Regions from separate parts of the Gossypium arboreum genome. Here region 1 is linked to region 2. The links are chromatin contacts, called in public Hi-C maps. All regions are on one chromosome and are shown on one strand. The core of a region is the stretch at or near the end of the contact, and the rest is flanking DNA. Distances in the headings are between cores, read along the strand shown.

Region 1 (6,338 bases), core at 684-3,183, 230 kb after region 2:
CATAACTAGTAGGCTATTACTTGTTATTCATATACACAGAGGAAAAGAGGTTCAATTCAATAACTCAAAACAGCCATCTATAAATGATTAAAAGTTGGTATTACAGGTTTAGAGAATAGCTCTAAGATTAACATCATTCACCTCCTTCCTCCGATAGATGTCGTTATATGTCATGTTGCTATGAACTCCTGGTTTCAACAGATTGAGCTAGAGCTATATCAGATACTGTCAAGGTCCCAGACTGGTCCAAGTCTAGTTCCTCGAATTCCTCCATTATAACTGAAATATCCTGTTGGCAAATCTTCCCCATTTCTTTAAGTTTGAATAGAACAAACTCAGCAGCTCTGCATAAAATAAAGCCACTAACACGTTGAGCTGATAAAAAGAAAGCATTAGGAAACAAGAAAGATAGCATCTGCAAATCCTTACTCAACAACTCCATCATTATCAAGATCAGCAGCCTCCAAATCTAAACTTGTCGTTCTTCGACTAAGAACCCATTTCACCAGTGCTCTTTGTCTGTTCTCTGTGTTTACCTCAGCAACGTAGAGAAAAAACTTAGCCACGCATATAGTGCCTGTTAATATCCAAAACACAGCAAAAACACGACCCCCTTTGCTTGAAAAGCTTATATCTCCATACCCCAAGGTTGTAATGGTAGAACAAACGCAGTAGAATGCATCGACTAGGTCCAATTTCTCTACTTTATATAGGAAGATGGTACCAGTTACTACAAACACGACAAGAAGGATCGATGTTGTGTAAAACTTGTATTTCACCCTGTTATGCTCAACCTCCTTTAGAACCTCAATTTCACCATCTATTTTGTACATATGTAACGCTCTAAACAGCAATTTTTCTTGCTTCTCCACCAAGTAGTCAGCAGCTTTGGCCAGTATAAGTCCAATTAGCGCCATTCCTGTGAAGACAAAAGCACAGGCTAGTAGTTTTGCTAGGTTGCTGTTAGGAACAAGGTCTCCATATCCAACAGTGGTCATTGTAACAACACAGAAATAAAGAGCATCAAGAATTGCATTTGTTTTCTTCCCTTTGATTTGGTTCCTGATTGTATAAAAGCAAATTGTGCCTAAACCCATGTATACTATTACCGTCAAAGACAGTGCTACCTTCTTAAGAGTTGGATTAAGTCGCCCGAAAATAGACTCGGAACGTAGAAGTGCATCATCATCTCCATTAGCATCAGTAGGAACAAAATGTGCTAAAGGGGCACTTCGAGCACGTCGAACCCTCCTTTTCTTTGGTCTATCCACATTGCTGGTTTGAGTTTTGAGAGTCACCGATCCCGATACCAAAGGCTGGTTTGAGGCCATTAGGAAGGTTCAGCAGAAACAAGTAACTACTCACTACCAGGAACTCTGCAATATTCAGAAAATTAAAGTAAACCAAGTGATCAAATTTATGTGTCATGAAGTAGACGACTTGAGTCAAGGGACAAGGGGCTCTTATGATGTTCTTAAAGTTTGTTTCAATTACAAATAAATTCATCCCAATGCAGTTGATGTTCTTAAACCAAACCTGAAATTTCACTCCATAAATCCCTTTATCACTGATCACTGAAGCATCCCGAAAACAAAGATGGAAGAACAGTAAGTAGCTAGTAGAACCAAAAGTGAAACTTGGGATTAATGACTCCAATGTGAAAGATTCAGGACTGGCCAAGATCTATGAGACCTTTTATAAGTTTAAAGCTCATATTTTTCATACAAAGCTGAGAACCAAAGCTGAAAATAATACAAAGTATTATTGGAAACTTACCTTAGAATTTGGTAGAAGATCCAATCCGAAGTTTCTATCAGTGGAGTGCTGATGTTTTGTCGCTACTTTTTAGCTAAAACTTAGCTGAGCGTCTGATTGGTTGAAGGAGAAAGATAGAGGTTTAATTATGGGACGCTAACAGAACCTTGTTTTATGTGGAGGATTGCATTTTAAATGTATCCTAGTGTATTTATTATTTGTGGGAAACCGATGGGATGGGATCTGAGTATTTAAAACACACATTACTAGGTATGGGTGCTCGCAAATTCAACCAACGTTTGTCGTTTCATTATTAATATATAAATATATTACTTATCTGTACTCCCTTAAATTGATCTCCTGTTATGAAGTTAAACTCACCACACACCGGATTGTCTTATGTTTGCTCGAAGAATGAATATCACCCACATGTTTGTTCTTGATCTCATTTATGTGTTCTTTTAATATTATTGTTTTACTCAAACCTCTATTACATGATTGCAGGATTTTATTGACTAGATTCCATTATAACGGGAGACCACTTATTGTGTCGACGCTATGGCTCGAGCTAAAAGTGTATTTAATCTAGGCTCTTGTCTAATGTTAGGACCGCTAATGAATTTTATGTAATTAAAATTTATGGTAAACTATTAAAATAGTTATTTTGTTTCCCTCAAGTTATATTTTAATAATTTATACTTGAAATGTTACGTCTTAACCACTTACGTTAACATGTTGTAATATTTTAATTATTAAACCGTTAATTGCCATGACCAGTATAACGGTAAGCTGATGTAACACATTAAATCATCATTCTAAATAAAAATTTTAGGTTAAATTGTACAATTGGATCCCATATTTTGTTGTTTTGAGTAATTTAATTTTTTCCTTTTATGTTCTTTTAACTTTCCTTTTTTTTTTAGTTTTCTTTTGTTTCTCTCCCTATTTTCCTCCCTTCTCCATCTCTTTTAATGTAAAAGAAAAAATTAAATTGCTCAAAACGAAAAAAATATAAGGACCAATTGTATAATTTAACTTAAAAGTTTTGTTTGAAAAGATGATTTAACGTGCTACGTCAGCTTACCGTTACACTATTAACGGCAATTAACACTCAGTGACTAAAATGTTACAATATGATAACATAAGTGACTAAAACGTAATATTTCAAATATAAGTGACTAAAATGTAATCTGAGACAAACAGAAGTGACTATTTTAAAATTTACCCGTTGTTAAAACCGACTCTATTAGTACTCCTCTGTATGACCCGGTATATTTAAATAAATTTCTCCCCTACGATAAAAAGGAATGACCCTGATTAATTAAAAGAGAGCTCAAAAGAAGGCGTAACAAAACCGACAACATTGGGTCCGACCCGAATAGAAAACAAATCTTACGACTATAAATACTCCTATTTTTTAAACTTCTCAAATCCAAAAGCAGAAAGAAAAAAAAAATGGAGGGAATTCACTCAAGTACTCGCTCTAGAGATCTGCTAAGAAAAATAAAAGGTTTTTCGTTAACCAAATCTTCAATATAATTATCTGGTTTCCAAATTTCTTTGATTCTTTCCTTTCTTTTTGGTTAATTTTCTCTGAAAATTCAAAATAACCTTTCCTTTGTTTGCAGAGTTTACGCTGTCGATCTTGGAGGATTTGAGCGAAGGACGATCTCCGTTGATTTTCATCCAAAGCTTCAGAACCTACTGCACCAATCTTGATTCAATTTGGTTTGAAATAAATTTTACGTTTTTTTCCTTCTTGAATTTATGCGTTCTTTTATTCTCGTTTTGCGCGAGCTTATCTAATCTAAATATGAGATTTAATAAGAATATTTGTTAATTGTTTTGCAAATATTCTTTAATTTGAATTATCTTTTTGAGAGAGAAAAAGAAAAAAGGAAGGTTGAATACATTGCTAGTACTGTGTTGAATGCAGCAGTTGCAGATTTAATAAGCCCAGTGGGCATGAAGTTCTTACATTTCAGAAGGAAAGCCACGTCCATAGAATTGGTATTTAAGTTAAAAAAGTTGCTTACATTTCGATTTCCAGATCTTTTTTTTCTATATTTGACTTTCAAGTGGAAAAATTTTATTTGTTGGTTTTAATCTTTTTCAGATGTGTTATTGAGGGTGTTATTGATAGTTCAACAACTTCTTCAAGAAAACAAACATGCGTCAAAGAGAGATATATATTACATGCATTCATTATTATTTTCAGGTCCAATTTCGTTACTGCATTGAAAGATCTGCTTGTTTGAATCAGAGGACAGGGACTTGTTTAGACGTTGTTCTTACTTCTCTACTGTTATTGGTGACAATTTGCTCAATTCTATTGATTTGCAATGATCTTTGCTACTTCAGAGGACAGTGATGACAATTCTGTTTAACTTGTGCAATTTAAAGATTTAATACACTTTTCTTTTGGGGGTTGTTCATGTATTGTGATGCAGATCAGTCTGTTGTAGACAGAGCAATTAATGACATATGCATCCTTCTGCAATGCAGTCGGCACAATCTAAACGTGGTTGGTAACCTGTACTGTTAATGAGAAATGTGGGGTGGGTAGAACATATAGTAGAAGTTAGAAAGAGACATTAAAATTCTAATCTCATGTATCACATTCCAGAGTTGACTTTCTTCTGCTAGTTTTTGTACGCACAAAAAAGAAGGCTCTGAAACTTTAGAGATATCTAAACTAGTGAATAGAGATCTACTTTATTCGAGACATTTGACACATATTCTTTTGGCAGGTTTCTGTTGGAAATGGGTGAGGAAGACTGAAGAAACTATATAACATGTTTCTGGCAAATTTATCTTCAAATAATGCATTTCAAGTTCTTTAGTCATTCAATTTATGTATGTTATTGATTAGTAAATGCTAGGCATTTTCGTTCCTTGGTCATTAGTTCGAGCTGTTAGCATGTCAAACATGAGTTGTTTAAACCTTAGAATTTGATAAGTTAAATGAGTTGTCGTAAACTGAATGAACCATTCCTGTACACTTGTTTGCAAAAATCTGAAGTAACTTATGACAGTGAGATCTATTGCGCAATTTTATCAGTATTTCATTGACTAACAGAGGTAAAAATGGGCTCAAGAACTGATGGATAGTGAACTGGTTATAATGGTTAGATAAATAAATAAAAGGTAGCTGCCTGTTTCGACTTACTTTCAGCTGGAAGCCTTTGTTTCATTCATTTAATTTTGGAGTCAGCTTTTATCACCATTGTCTCATTGCTCATATTTGCCTTTCTCAAAGATTAATTATTCTGATATCTATCTTTTTTATAACTGTTATAGGTTGGTAATGGGATGGTTAAGGTTCTTTGAAGCTGGAAGGAAATTTGATTGCATAAATGGCCCCAACAGTGTAAGAATGGGAGAACGGTCTCCGAGTTCATGGCATCATAGATATCTAATTCATTTTTTATATGTTGGTATCTATTTCAAATGCAGGCCCATACAATTCCTGTGCTTGTTGAGGATGTTAAAGGTAACTAATAAATGTTAAGCTAAGGATAATATTTATAACTATCACATATGAGCAAGAAGATGAATGTCGTCAGATTTAAGCTTCCGTTGGTTACCACATGCAGATCTTGTAAGCGCTGCCCTGTATATACTTGTTGTAGAGAAAGAATCAGGTGAACTCTTTTTGGCAATAATCATGTTGTAGAGCAGATGAATGGCCAAAATATATGTAGATTAAACCTTCATTGTTGAATGGTTGGCATGAATGAAGTCTTTCAACGATTAGAAAATGACAAGTTTTGCAGCAAAAACCGTTGCATTGTCATCACAGTAAGCATTAACTTAGCTCACGTGACCTTCATTTAAATTGCTTAATATTTGGCTAAATTTTTGTCAAAATTCTTTCTTCAGGGAAGAGGCTATCCGGATGTTCCCACAAGAAGGTGAAGGAAAGATTAAAAGAAAAATAAAAAATAATTTCCCAAGTATTTAGAAGGAAACGGGGATTAAAAATTCTTTGTGCGGGCATCTTTCTGCATTTATCAATTACTGGACATGCTACTCTTTCAGGTTTTTGCGACTGCTCGTGGACAAGTTAGGTCTTCCTGTCTATTGCTTGGTTGATTGTGATCCATATGGCTTTGACATCCTGGCTACTTACAGGTTTGGTTCTATGGTATGTTATTGATTTCCTAGAAAAAGTTTTTACTCAAGTAACAGACAAGTAGATTAGTTTTCATCAGATTGTCGATGGCCTTTAGTCATTCATTTCAGCATTATGACATGAATCCTTTCTTATGGAATCTGTTTCTTAGCAAATGGCATATGATGCCAAATTTCTACGAGTCCCGCAGATCCAATGGCTTGGAGCTTTTCCTTCAGATTCTGAGAACTATGATCTTCCTAAGCGATGTCTATTGCCTTTGACAATAGAAGGTGATACATAGAGTAAAGATCAGTGGCTGCCATCGGCACCCTCATAATTCCTGTAACACCCCAATCCCATGTCGAGTAATTTCGAGGATATCATATCCTATGATATAATGTAAAAATTACAGTGAGACTTTCAAGTCAAAACAGCCAATGCCTTGGGGATTGAGTGTGGGTCTCCT
Region 2 (6,360 bases), core at 2,711-5,210:
TAAACATGGACACTTTGTAATGGCTGTTAGCATTAATAACAAATCATTAATGCTACTCTTGCTGCCTCCCCAAGTTGAGTAACAACTTGGATGTCCTTTTAGGCTTTCACACTAAAACATAGCCTTAATTTGCAGGTCTTCTAATTGGAACTCTGGAGCCAAGCATGAAGCTGGTTATGATGCTTTTATGACAGGCTGTGTGTTTGCCCAGGCTTGCAGTCATCTAGGCATTGACTTTCAGCTTCATTCTCCTTCTGAAAATCTGACCCAAAATGAAAAGCTGCAGAAGCACATGAACCTTCTATATCTGAGTTGGATTAATGGAGACATTATTGATCTGAGGACTGGTAACCGGTCTGCAGAGTTGTCAGGCTCTAATATGATCAGAAAGCCATATCGAAAGATTTTATTTAAGAACATCCTTTTACTCTGGGGATTCCCTTCAAAACTGAAGCCAAGTATGATAAGAGATTGCATCTGCAAAACCCTTGGTCCTACCTCTGTTATTTGTACATACGGTATAGATCAAACTGCAGTGTTTGTTCAGTTCAGCAAGGCAGAGTTGGTATCAGACTTTTTGAATTTGAAGGAAACTCTAGAGCAAAGTAACGATGCAATTTCTCATTTGCATCCTCTTTCACAACTTCTGGAAGGTGGAAATACCCATGCCGCTAGTTATGAAACTTATAAAGAGATCTGTGCATCACCTATCTCGAAAGTGTTGTTTGCAGATCAAGCAGAGGCTGTTGGCATCAAATGGAAGACCGAATTGTTACCATCTGATAAAGAAGAGAGCCATGACAATACTCGTTCCCATCTAGAAAGTGCAATGGATAGTCCACAGGCTGTTGAAAAATCCAAGTCAAGGAACACCGAGGATGTAGTAAATGATTCATCGAACAAACGGTTTTGTGACGATATCATTGATTCATTTCTTAAAGTTGAAAAGATAAGAAGAACCACTAATTTGTAACTCAAGCTTAAAGCTTAAAGGCAGTTTTGAGCTTTTTTTCCACACTTCATTGTGAATCTGTATGACATTTAGAGTTCTTATACAAATATTAGGATTACTGAGTTGGAAATGAGGATCACATTTTGATGGCAACTTTTAGGCCATCTTCTGTACATTAACAGTTTGCCTATGATGTAAATTAAAATGCTGATTCAATTTTTTGTCACTGGATTCTGATTCATTGTTCCTTTGTTTTAGCTTGATCAACCTTTCTAGATGAATAAACTTACCAGAAGGGATTGCTACAAAAGTATATACATTGTAAGTATTCAATTTTTTGTCACTGGATTCTGATTCATTGTTCCCATGTTTTCTAGCTTGATGAACCTTTCTAGATGAATAAACTTACCAGAAGGGATTGCTACAAATGGAAGTATATACATTGTAAGTATTTAAGCAACCGAAAGCACAAATGAAACCAATTATGAACCCAAGAATCACCTAGCAAAAGCTCTTATGTTAAATAAGATGCTAACATCAGCAAATACATAATGAAAAGGAACATGCCTCCAAGGGCAGTCAAGAACATTTCTCTTCATTTTTCTCATCTTATTAGATGAAGGAACATGATAGATCAGAGTAAGTTTATCTCAAAACTTAGAAATATATTTTCAGGTTACAGCAGAGACCACATAGTTCAATACAGTACTTTTGAACTCAGACTAATGAACTCCTAGTCTCAAAATAAGGAAACTAAATTGAAGTAATACTATAATGTAGGGTCCTAAAACAATCAAATAATTGTGCATATTAGAAATTTAAATCTAACTCTAAGTCAGCTTTGAATTCCTGCTCACCCTCAAGCAGTTGTTTTGCTTTCTTCGTCATCTGAGACAAGGTCTTCAACAGTTAAGCTACAAGAGAAAGTGAGACTTGGTTTCATCTTTGGCACGGGTATAGGATCTGCCTCATTGTTAAGTATCTGAAGGACTCTCCTAATTGAAGGCCTCTCAGCACTATCAGGGTGTGCACAGCTCAAACCTACAAGCAGCAGTTTCCTCATATCTTCCTCCTTGAAAGCCCCATTTAGCCTTGTATCAGCAGCTTCAATGATCCTTCCCTGACCATACAATCCCCACACCCAATCAACCAAATTCACCATTTTCTGGCTGTTTACTTCTCTCTCAATTGGCCTCCTACCACAAGCCACTTCAAGAATAACGACACCGTAGCTGAAAACATCCGTTTTCTCAGTCGCTTTCCCATATTGAAGATACTCAGGAGCAAGGTAGCCCATGGTTCCTGCAGTAAGTGTTGAAACCGGGCTCTTGTCATGATCCCTCAACCTTGCCAATCCAAAATCACCAAGTCTTGGATTAAAGTTGCCATCAAGCATTATATTACTTGTCTTAATGTCTCTGTGAATGACTTGTTGTTCACATTCTTGGTGCAGGTATGCTAAGACAGAGGCCAATCCAATAGCAATATTTTGCCTATGGGACCATGTCAACAATATCCCATTCTCAGGTTCTGGATGAAGCAGCTTATCAAGGCTTCCATGAGGCATAAAATCATAAACAAGTAGCAATTCACCTTTCTCAGCACACCAACCTTGTAGCTGAACCAAATTCTTATGCCTCAAACCAGCTATAATGGACAGTTCAGCAAGGAATTCAGTTTTCCCTTCGTGGGAGTGTTTCGATCTTTTCACCGCTCCGATAGCCCCCGAAGAAAAGAAAACGGCCTTATAAACATTTCCAAATGCACCACGTCCTATGATCCTACTTGAGTGAAACCCTCTTGTGGCTGCATACAACTCTTTGTATCTAAACTCCCTTGGTCCAGTCAAAATCTCTGCTTTCAAACACTTTTCTACTTTCATACCCTTCCATTTCTTCACAGAAACATAACCAAAAACCGCAAGAACCACAAAAAAGAAAGCTGGACCAGCAATACCAAGTCCTAAACCAAACTTCTTATGGTGTTTTTTGGTAGAATTTGAAATAGGAATGCCTGTTATTGCTGATACTGAACTCTCAGATACATTATGAGGATGTGATCTTGATCTCACAGGCAGGAAACCAAAAGTCCTGAAACTCCAATTGTAAATCAAATGAACTTCAGTACTCCCTTCTGTTGAAGCTGAAAAACCAACAAACATATCATCTTTAAGGTAGTGAGACAAATCAATCTCCAGAGATAACAATGGGGTTGGAGGCTTTACAGTTGAATAACTCAAGAAAACATTCAAAACCCTCAAATCATTCTTGTAATCAATCCAAGCAGTAATCAAATTCCCACTCTTTAAATCAATGTTTTGCAACAATGCATCAGCTGTGATGATTGAATCGAGCTCGTTGATATCCAAACCGACATGATTCCCATTGGGATCATTGAACTCGGTATCAAGCTTAGAATCAAATTCAACGGCTAAAAACCTGGTCTTGGTCGGTTGTGAAGAGTTGACAAGACCGAGATACCCACCGGCACTGCCGAGAGTTAGGTTATCAGATGAAAGAAAAAAGGTTAAGCCATCACCAAAAGAGGTTGGGTTGAGATTGTTAATGGAAAAAGAGAAACTTGTTGAGAAAGAAGCAGTGATATTGGATTCTTGATCAAAGAAACGAATTGGGTTTTCATAGATAAGGCTGCCCGAGCTTGAATAAGGAACACCAATCTCCCTGGTGAGGCCTATGAGGCCGCCATTTTTAAGATTGGAATCGCCGAGAAGGGTGAGGTTCCTGACAGTGAAGAAAGGGAAATCAAAGGAGGTGTTTTCAGCTGAGGTTAAGAGAAGAAACAAGGAAACAAGAAGGATCCTTGGCAATGGCAGCATTGTTTTGATTCTTGGACCGGAAAAGGAACAGTCGAACAAGAAGCTCTTGAATTGTTTACAAAACACAATGCATGAGAAAGAAAGAGGGAAACGTGGTTTAAACGGTTAGAAAATAGGCGCCTGTGGGGCTTTAAAGAGAGACACAATGACGGTCTTTTTTTTTTAATATATATAATATTTAGTTTAAAATAATCGTGTATTATTGTATAACGGTTAGGAAGGTTGAAGGTGGCTTATATATTCGCCATGGCGGAAACGGTGTAGTTTTATTATAGATTTGACAGAGTAGAGAAATGAAAAAGGGATTTCTTTTTTTTTTTGGAATGGGGTTTTGAAAAGTGACCGTTTTTAAGGTGATTGGGGGCGTATATGTTGGACTGGTGAATTCTGACAGCCATGTGACTGAATTCCCTTTCTTTCTTTAAAGCCGAGCAAGTTCACATTTGACCCAATAATGATGAATAGACCCAACTCCTATATATATATATTGGTGATAATACAGACCCAACCCCTATAATATAATTGATGGGGTTTGAATAGAATAGAATAGATAACAATTCAAATATATATTATAAACTCTTTCAAATATATATCATTTTATTTTGTTTCAAGATATACAAGTGAAAAAGTAAAAAGAAAATATAAATTTATAAAATGGAAAATGAGTGGAAAAAGATTTGAATATAAACTTTTAAACTTTTGGGTGAAATCAGATTCCGAAGGGATATATTCTTTCGTTTTTAAAGTTAGATTTTCTTTATGCAACTCAAACGGCAACATAGAAAGTGGATCAGAATTGGTGTCAGCTTGAAAAAGAAAGGAGGCCGTGCCAACTAAGCCGACAAAACAATGAAATCTGATATTATTTTGGAAATCAATAATATGATTGGGTCCAATTCCAAACCTTAACCCAAATCCAAATCCACGTCATTGAGCCGTTACACGAATAGAAAATTTTAAGGTTGCGATGCTCCAACATCATCACATCACATGTTCATTCTGCCTAAAAAATAAAAACCATTATCAGTGGTATAAGAACTGAGATATTACACCAATGGATTTCAAAGTACAACCAAATAAACAATTTCAACATTCTTCTCCCACCTTTAGTGCTTATAAAGGTCCAAGAACTATTCATTTTGGGCCTCTCTAGGCTTCAAATTATAAGACATTGCTATCATCGCAACTGCTTCCATGGAGCTCAGTTTATTCACTGTTTTGTATCATTAAACAGTGAGAGACTGGATTAGAAGAACAGTCATTAGCATATTGGCGACTTGGAATTTTGCCAGGTGTAAAACAGTTAGCATAACTGATGCCGGCACAACTACCATTTACATCATTTGTCACATTTTTCTTTTAGTTTTTAAAATCTCCTGCTTGTTACTCTTCCAAGAAGTCTCTCTACTCGCTCTGCCACAGCAAAAGAAGCAACAATTTCATTAGAGGGGAGGGTTTTAGGAATAAACATTATTTAAAACATTTTTTATAAAGTGCTAGTTGCCTTAAAAATGGTAGTCAAAACTGAAGAGACGGTGTACCTTTCTATTCATAGAAGAGCTGTCATTGAGTCGGCCGAAGATACTACGGTTTTCAAAACTGTACCATTCAATCTAACTCACTCGATATTGCTGGAGCTTTCTTGGCAAGAGAACTATTTAAGAGAACGACTGTTAGTCCAATTGACCGACATGGTACAAGATTTATGGTTTTTATGATAATCACCTTCAGAAATGCTACAAAAGCTTCCTGGGGGGAATATTACTTCTGGATCTAACCGTTGCTGGGAAGCGACAACAAGAGCCACACGATTTTTACTGCAAAAATCACCAAGAGTCAAACATCATAATCATCATTATGGAATGGTGCATGTGTTCCACGCCAGATTTTAGGATGACCAAACTAAGTCACATACCTGGCCCATGATGGAACAAATTTGTTGTTCGGTTCATCATCGTCTTCATCTTCATCGTCAGAAACCTTGTATGGCGAAATATCATATGATTGTTCCTGGCTTGTATCTGCAATCAGGCTATTGTTCCCTCTTCTTCTATCCATGGTGCTCATTTCAGTCTCCACATCATGCTTGAATAAAAATAAATATATTAACAGACATTCAATTAGTAAAAGAAACATCCAAGAGATGGTTTAGGTTAAGCTGGTATTAATATAGCAAGTAATCCAAGAGATGATTCCATCAGTCTGCTGCAAATTAACCTAAACACTTGGATAAGAAAATCTCACTGCAGACGTTGCTTTCTCTTTTGCGTTTTTACATGGTGAAAAACATATGTTATACCTTCTCAATACAAGCTGAGATAATACTTTTAGCATTTTCTCCATCATAAGACAACACGCTCCAATCCAGATGGTTTAGCAATAAAGAGACCTAACATTTAGTTGAATATAGCAGTAATACCGCTAAAAAGAACTTTACCTTTGTATTGTTTTCTTCAATAGCTGTGCATGCCTTTACAGAAGTTGAAGCAACAGCTGTGCTAAATTCCATCTCTGACTTTTTTCCTTCATTCCCGCCTGCTATTTCTTTTTGCACTTTCTTATGTTTTGCTGC

The links. A called contact is a pair of places that touch in the nucleus more often than the background predicts.
Region 1: a Hi-C map of leaf shows a contact between it and region 2, with 3 times the contacts expected there. The contact joins the promoter of LOC108482343 here to the promoter of LOC108482258 in region 2. A contact is called at or near these places in 2 of 5 Hi-C or Micro-C datasets (both in leaf).

The regions. Positions count from the first base shown.
Region 1 is chr1:108,760,370-108,766,707 of ASM2569848v2, forward strand. LOC108482343 (two-pore potassium channel 1-like) reads right to left here and starts at 1,934. Exons shown (of 3, transcript XM_017785466.2): 1 at 1,777-1,934; 2 at 430-1,376; 3 at 1-344. The coding sequence starts at 1,331. The coding sequence ends at 179. It overlaps LOC108482490 (meiotic recombination protein SPO11-1), which reads left to right and starts at 3,091. Exons shown (of 15, transcript XM_017785626.2): 1 at 3,091-3,265; 2 at 3,384-3,483; 3 at 3,692-3,765; 4 at 3,872-3,973; 5 at 4,206-4,279; 6 at 4,506-4,522; 7 at 5,056-5,125; 8 at 5,212-5,248; 9 at 5,352-5,399; 10 at 5,498-5,556; 11 at 5,638-5,669; 12 at 5,797-5,902; 13 at 6,042-6,162. The coding sequence starts at 3,211.
Region 2 is chr1:108,523,632-108,529,991 of ASM2569848v2, forward strand. It overlaps LOC108482258 (probable L-type lectin-domain containing receptor kinase S.7), which reads right to left and starts at 3,961. Exons shown (of 1, transcript XM_017785376.2): 1 at 1,541-3,961. The coding sequence starts at 3,788. The coding sequence ends at 1,812. It overlaps LOC108483656, which reads right to left. Exons shown (of 11, transcript XM_053030130.1): 6 at 6,226-6,360; 7 at 5,704-5,873; 8 at 5,514-5,605; 9 at 5,330-5,442; 10 at 4,893-5,201; 11 at 4,651-4,791. The coding sequence ends at 5,402. It overlaps LOC108480388 (poly(A)-specific ribonuclease PARN), which reads left to right. Exons shown (of 7, transcript XM_017783373.2): 7 at 136-1,178. The coding sequence ends at 973.